Linked DNA regions of Canis lupus: region 2 is linked to region 1. The links are chromatin contacts, called in public Hi-C maps. All regions are on one chromosome and are shown on one strand. Each heading gives the region's core, a stretch centred on a gene start, on an enhancer-like site or on the middle of the called end of the contact. The rest is flanking DNA. Distances are from core to core; before and after follow the strand shown. Region 1 has its middle 140 kb from the start of TNFAIP3. Region 2 holds the start of TNFAIP3 (tumor necrosis factor alpha-induced protein 3).

Evidence for each region. A called contact is a pair of places that touch in the nucleus more often than the background predicts.
Region 2: a Hi-C map of blood shows a contact between it and region 1, with 2.9 times the contacts expected there. The contact joins the promoter of TNFAIP3 here to the enhancer-like site in region 1. A contact is called at or near these places in 3 of 9 Hi-C or Micro-C datasets (amygdala and blood).

The regions. Positions count from the first base shown.
Region 1 is chr1:30,348,032-30,350,772 of UU_Cfam_GSD_1.0, reverse strand. No RefSeq gene overlaps it. Among named protein-coding and RNA genes, the nearest start is that of TNFAIP3, 140 kb to the left of the region's middle. Within about 2 kb of position 1,347, at least 1 of the 20 cell types and tissues checked has an H3K27ac peak or open chromatin away from gene starts, as enhancers often do. A contact at or near this core is called in blood, where this site is marked.
Region 2 is chr1:30,483,186-30,485,926 of UU_Cfam_GSD_1.0, reverse strand. It overlaps TNFAIP3 (tumor necrosis factor alpha-induced protein 3), which reads right to left and starts at 1,354. Exons shown (of 9, transcript XM_038526134.1): 1 at 1,219-1,354.

The DNA of each region.
Region 1 (2,741 bases), core at 98-2,597:
CTGCCTTTGGCTCAGGTCATGATCCCAGGATTCTGGGATTGGGATTTCTGCTTGGAGGGGAGCCTGCTTCCCCCACTCCTTGTTTGTGTTCCTTTTCTCTCTCTGTCAAATAAATAAATACAATCAAAAGAAAGAAAGAAAGAAAGAAAGAAAGAAAGAAAGAAAGAAAGAAAGAAGAAAGAAAGAAAGAAAGAAAGAAAGAAAGAAAGAAAGAAAGAAAGAAGGAAAGAAAAGAAAGAATGAAATTCCAGTGATTGGAAGATACATTACAGTTTGAGAAGCACTGGTTGAAGCCATTGTTGATTGAATGTTCTAGTCCTTGCAGCTGAAAGCATCCCTACCTTATACCAACAGGCAGGGACCACATCATGACTTTGTTAAAAAAAAATCTGGTTTGGTCCTGAAGGAAATTAAGGGTTTTTTTTGTTTTTGTTTTTTAAAGATTTTATTTATTTATTCATGAGAGAGAGAGAGAGAGAGAGAGGCAGAGACACAGGCAGAGGGAGAAGCAGGCTCCATGCAGGGAGCCCGACATGGGACTCAATCCCGGATCTCCAGGATCAGGCCCTGGGCTGAAGGCGGCGCTAAACCGCTGAGCCACCCGGGCTGCCCAAATTAAGGTGTTTTAAGAAGGGAGTGAAATGGTAAGTTTTTTGAATTTGTCTGGTTTCTTTTTTTTTTTTTTTTTTATTTGTCTGGTTTCTCTCATGAAACAATAAACTCCTCAAAATCCAAGTGTGTACCAAAGGAGTACTCCTGTTATTTATCCTACACTACAAGGCCAGCCAGGTAGACCCTTCACTACTAGGCATACTGTCTGATGGAATCCAAAAGCAGCTCCTTCTGTAAGACCTGTTCTGCCTATAACCTACTACTCCATAGCTCAGGAGGATTCTCTACTTCTGGTACATTCTTGGGACTTAAAGGTGGCTATTGGCTGTAACTCCAGTATTACAGTGTGGAACCTGAGTCTGGAAAGCTTTCATTGTAGTTACATTCAGCACTGCCTCCACCAAGTTTGGTATACTTACTTTCTGAATATGCACTCACCTCTCCTGTAGGACTATAAGTTACTTTGGTGGCAGCAATCAAGTTTTAGGATTTTTGCATTCCTTCCACAAGTTAAAAATTAGAGTCAAATGATCTAAATATCATCAACTCCTTTGCAAGAGAAGCCTTTTTACATTCTTTATGTTTAGGCTCTAACACAACCCAGGAATGCTTTTATAAAGAATTAAGTACAAACCTTTGCTTTCAGGGCTGCCCCATTTATCAAGTCACCACATCCTCCTGTGGTTTGTTTATGAAGAGCTAAAACCCAAACACACACCACCTCTAGCCCAGTTACGCAGTGTGTGTGTTTGTGCTAACGCTTAAGTAGCACGTCATAGTAAGCCCTTTATAAACAGTATCTCATGTAATCCATAAAAGATCTTAAGAAGGGTTAAATTAATATCATTATATTATTGGCAAGGAAACTGAGGTAAAGTATGGATGTGCCTACCTTAAGATCACACGGCAAGAAATTTGGTGGTGGTCAGAGGCGGGTTAGAATCAAACCCAGAGTCTGGTTCCTGAGTCTGTGCTCAAAACCCTATGAACACAGCCCTGGCACATCAAAGGCCAACCTCTCGTTGCCCTATTTTCTTTCCACCTGCAGGCATCTTCAATGAGGCTTTTCATGCAACAAGTAATTTATACTAAGCCCAGGTACACTGAATATATAGTGTTAGAGCCACTTATTATATGGTCAATTTCAGTGAGTGACAATCTCTATATTTAAAACCCTTCCCCAGTAAGAGCTAATCAGTTCATCTATCATTATTAAGACTGGGGAAATACCTTTGAAATCAAATTAGGAGGGATTAGTCATTCTTTTTCTTGGCAGTCAGAGTAGAAAGGTTTTCTCTATCATTTCAGAGTCTATAGGAAAGATTATGGAAGGAGTGCCGGTAAATATGATCTTATTAATCTATCTGAATTCCAGAGGCTTTATTGCAAAGCCTATGACCACTTCCAAAAAGTTAAAGTAAAGCACAGAATAGCACTTCAGTGACACTGGGGAGCATAGACAGCCTGGTGGGATTACTGAAACCTGAAGAAGGTGTGGTTTATCTTTGGATTAGTCTGTTCATCTGCACCAACCCATATAAGAATTCAATTCTTATTTTCTCCTGGTCCTGCCATTTTCTAAATCAATAAGACCTCTGAAAAGGCACATATCATCTCTTACAAAGGCTTTTCTTCTCCAAGAGATTATAGCTGTGACTTTGTGTTGAACAAGTTGACACCAGAGGACTTGCTGAGGATATTATGTATTCCTTAAGATTTTGTAATTGTTCCTAGGGATTTTGTTTTTTTCACTTCCAACACCCTTTTTTGGCCTGTTATCCACTCTTTCTCTTGTCTCTTTTTTCTTTCTTATTTGTTCCCCTTCTGCTATCATCCAGTTGCTCAGACTAGGAAACCAGAACTACCTTCTTTTAAATGCAATAAATAAGGGTGCCTGGGTGGTGCAATCAGTTAAGCATCCAACTCTTGGTTTCACCTCAGGTTGTAATCTCAAAGTCATGGGATCAAGTCCTGGGTCAAGCCCCCACATCAAGTTCCAAGCTCAGCTCAGAATCTGCTTGAGATTCTCTCTCCCTCTGCCCCTCCTGTTTATGCTCTCTGTCTCTCTTAAGTAAATAAATCTTTAAAATAAAATAAATGCAATAAATATCAAGCCTGCAAGTAACACT
Region 2 (2,741 bases), core at 105-2,604, 140 kb before region 1:
CTCCTGAAAAGAATTAGAACCCACCAGCCAAGTTCCCAGTTCTCGGACTTCTCCACGTTTAAGATGAAAGAATAAATTTTCCTGACCTATAACTGTAACGTCCTTACAGGTAAAGACATATGCTATCACCCTTACCATTTCTTTTACATTTGTCACCTCACTGACTTTTTTTTTTTTTTTTTAAATCAATAAATGCCTCATCGAATTTTTGGTAACTCTCACTCCTAAACTCCAAAACTTGTACACAGAATTGTTAAAAAGAGAAAAAAAAAAAACAAAAAACAAAGAAGCACCTTAGACGATGGGAATGGAGCTATAACCGGCTGCGTAACAACTGCAGACACTAGTGCTAAGGTCCAGGGGACTGATGAACCACGGTCCTCCCCAAAGGCTGCCCTGAGACACTTGACCAGACCAGCTTTCCAAGGAAAGAAGATCAGAGGCGGGGAGAACTGAAAACAAAGCGGTCTCAAAAGCGCTGAGCTCCTTCCTTACTTAATACCACTGCTTTCCTGAGAGGCCAGGTGGCAGGATGTGGGACGACCCGGGCTGACAACGACCGTCTGACTGTGGGGTAGGGGCTGGGGCAGGGGCCTCCAGGTCGCCGTCCACTGGAGCACCCGAAAAGCCGGCCAACGTCCCGCTTGAGCATGCACACTCCTCGCGCACTGCGGCGCCTGCAGCAGCTCAGCACCGGCCCTCCGCCCACCCGCCTCCCTGCACTGGGCTGCGGGGTCTGCAAGCCGACCCAGGGCAGGCTGGCTGGCCCGGGCCCCCACGCCCCCCCCGCCCGGCGGGTGGCCTGGCTCTGCACCCGCCGGGAAGAAGCCACGGCGGGTCGGCTCTGCAAGGTCTCCGTGTCCGCGAGCATCCAGAGCTTGATCGAAAAATAAAAAAGGCACGCAAAGGGGCAAAGCACCGAGGACCACGCGACCTGGCCGTCCGGGGGCTCCTCTCCAGCCGCCTGCTGCAGCTTACGTTCCTGGCAGCATCTACAAGGAACAGCTGGCCGGAGGGCTCCCGAGCTGTCACCCCAGCGTCGTGCGCGGCCGCCTCGACTCCCAGCACTTCACATCCCGCAGTGAGCGCCGACGGCCGACGAGCTCCGGGCCGGGCCCGGGCCGACAAGCTCCCGCCCGCGAGGAGCTGCCGGTGACGCACCCGCGCAGCCCGGGCCCCGCGACGCCGCTGGCAGAGGCACGGGCACGCGGCGGTTACCTGTCCGGCCGCGCGATCCTCTTCCAGAGTCCCAAGTCCGGGTCAGGTCCGGGCCGCGCGGAGGAGGCGCCCCATGGACGCCGGGGCTCGGCGCTCGCTCGCCGCGGGGCTGTGTGGCTCGCGCCCGCCGCCGCCGCCGCCGCCGCCGCCGCCGCACTTGTCCCGGCGGCTGCTGTCACCGCTCCGCCCCCGCGGGCTCCGAGCGCGCTGCACCGGCCCGCTGCGAGGACTGCAGACTGCCAGTTCTCTTTTTCCCTTTCTGTTTTACCGCCGGCGGAGAACGGGGATTTCCACCCGGGGACTTTCCAGTCACGTGACGCCCGGGCCGGCGCCGAGCCCCGCGGTCGCCGGCCGCCAGGGGGCGCAGGGGGCGCAGGGGGCGCGGGCGGCGCAGGAGGCCGGCGGCGCCCCGCCCCGCCCCGCCCCGCCCCGCCCCCCCGCGCGAGAAACTCCTGAGCCCCGCCCCCGGGTGTCCCCGCGTGAGTCACCTGGGCATTTCGGAAGCTGGCCCAACGTCACATCCATGTGGAAATCGCGGTGATGGGAACTGGAAATGAAATAGGTTCTTTTTTCTCAGCCGTTTTTCTGCAGAAAATCACCAACCGTGGAGAACAATAAGGGAAATAATAAAGAAAGAAAACCCTAAAAACCACCCGGGCGTCCGGGACCGCAGCCTTCGGGGCTGGGTTGGAAAAGCTAGGGCTGTGCACGTGATGAGCTCGTCGGGGAGCGCCCTACTCTGGGCCCCGGTGGGGATTTCACAACCCTCCGTGCGTCCCCATCCCAGCGTTCTGCCGCCCAGACGGCGGCCTGTTGGGGGTGACCTCCTGAGGCCCCACAGCCTTGAAATTTGCAGGAGCAAAACCTATCTTAGGTGAAGTTGGGAATCAGAGCAACTATCAGCCCTGTTCTGCACTTTACTGATTTCCCTTTCTCCCTTCCTGCACACCAGGTGCCCAGGGGGCTCGGCACGCAGGAACATTTCGGTTTAGAAATCATTTCTAGTCCATTATTACTGTCCTTGCGTGGCCCCCCTAAGGCCCTATTAGGAGCTCTTTTTCATGACCTGACAATTAGTTCAGGCCAAGGTGTCAAGGGCTGATAATACATTTTACCCACCCACGACCCCCACCCCTTATTAAATAGTGTGGTAACCCGCAGTCTTTACCCAAAGGACGTCCTGTGGAAATAGGTGTCAGCCACTTGGACAGTGGAGGTGCCTGAATTGCAGAGGGAGAGGCAGGCACTTTGACTGGCTAAGAGTCCCCCTTGGCGCATTTCTTAGAATAGCTAAACTAGAACCAGATTGAAATATTCTGTGCATTGTCCCCTTCTAGACTTACTTATACTAGTTGGGCCTCGTATCCCAGTTTTGGAATTAGAAAAATATGCTTTCCTCTCCAGTAAGGACCTGCAGAGACTGGATGGAGGACTGGATGAGGACCAGGTGGCACATTTTTGGCAAAGAGACACTCAGAGCGGAGAGTCAGAAGTGGCCAAGCTTCCAAGGCTGGTGCTGGCCA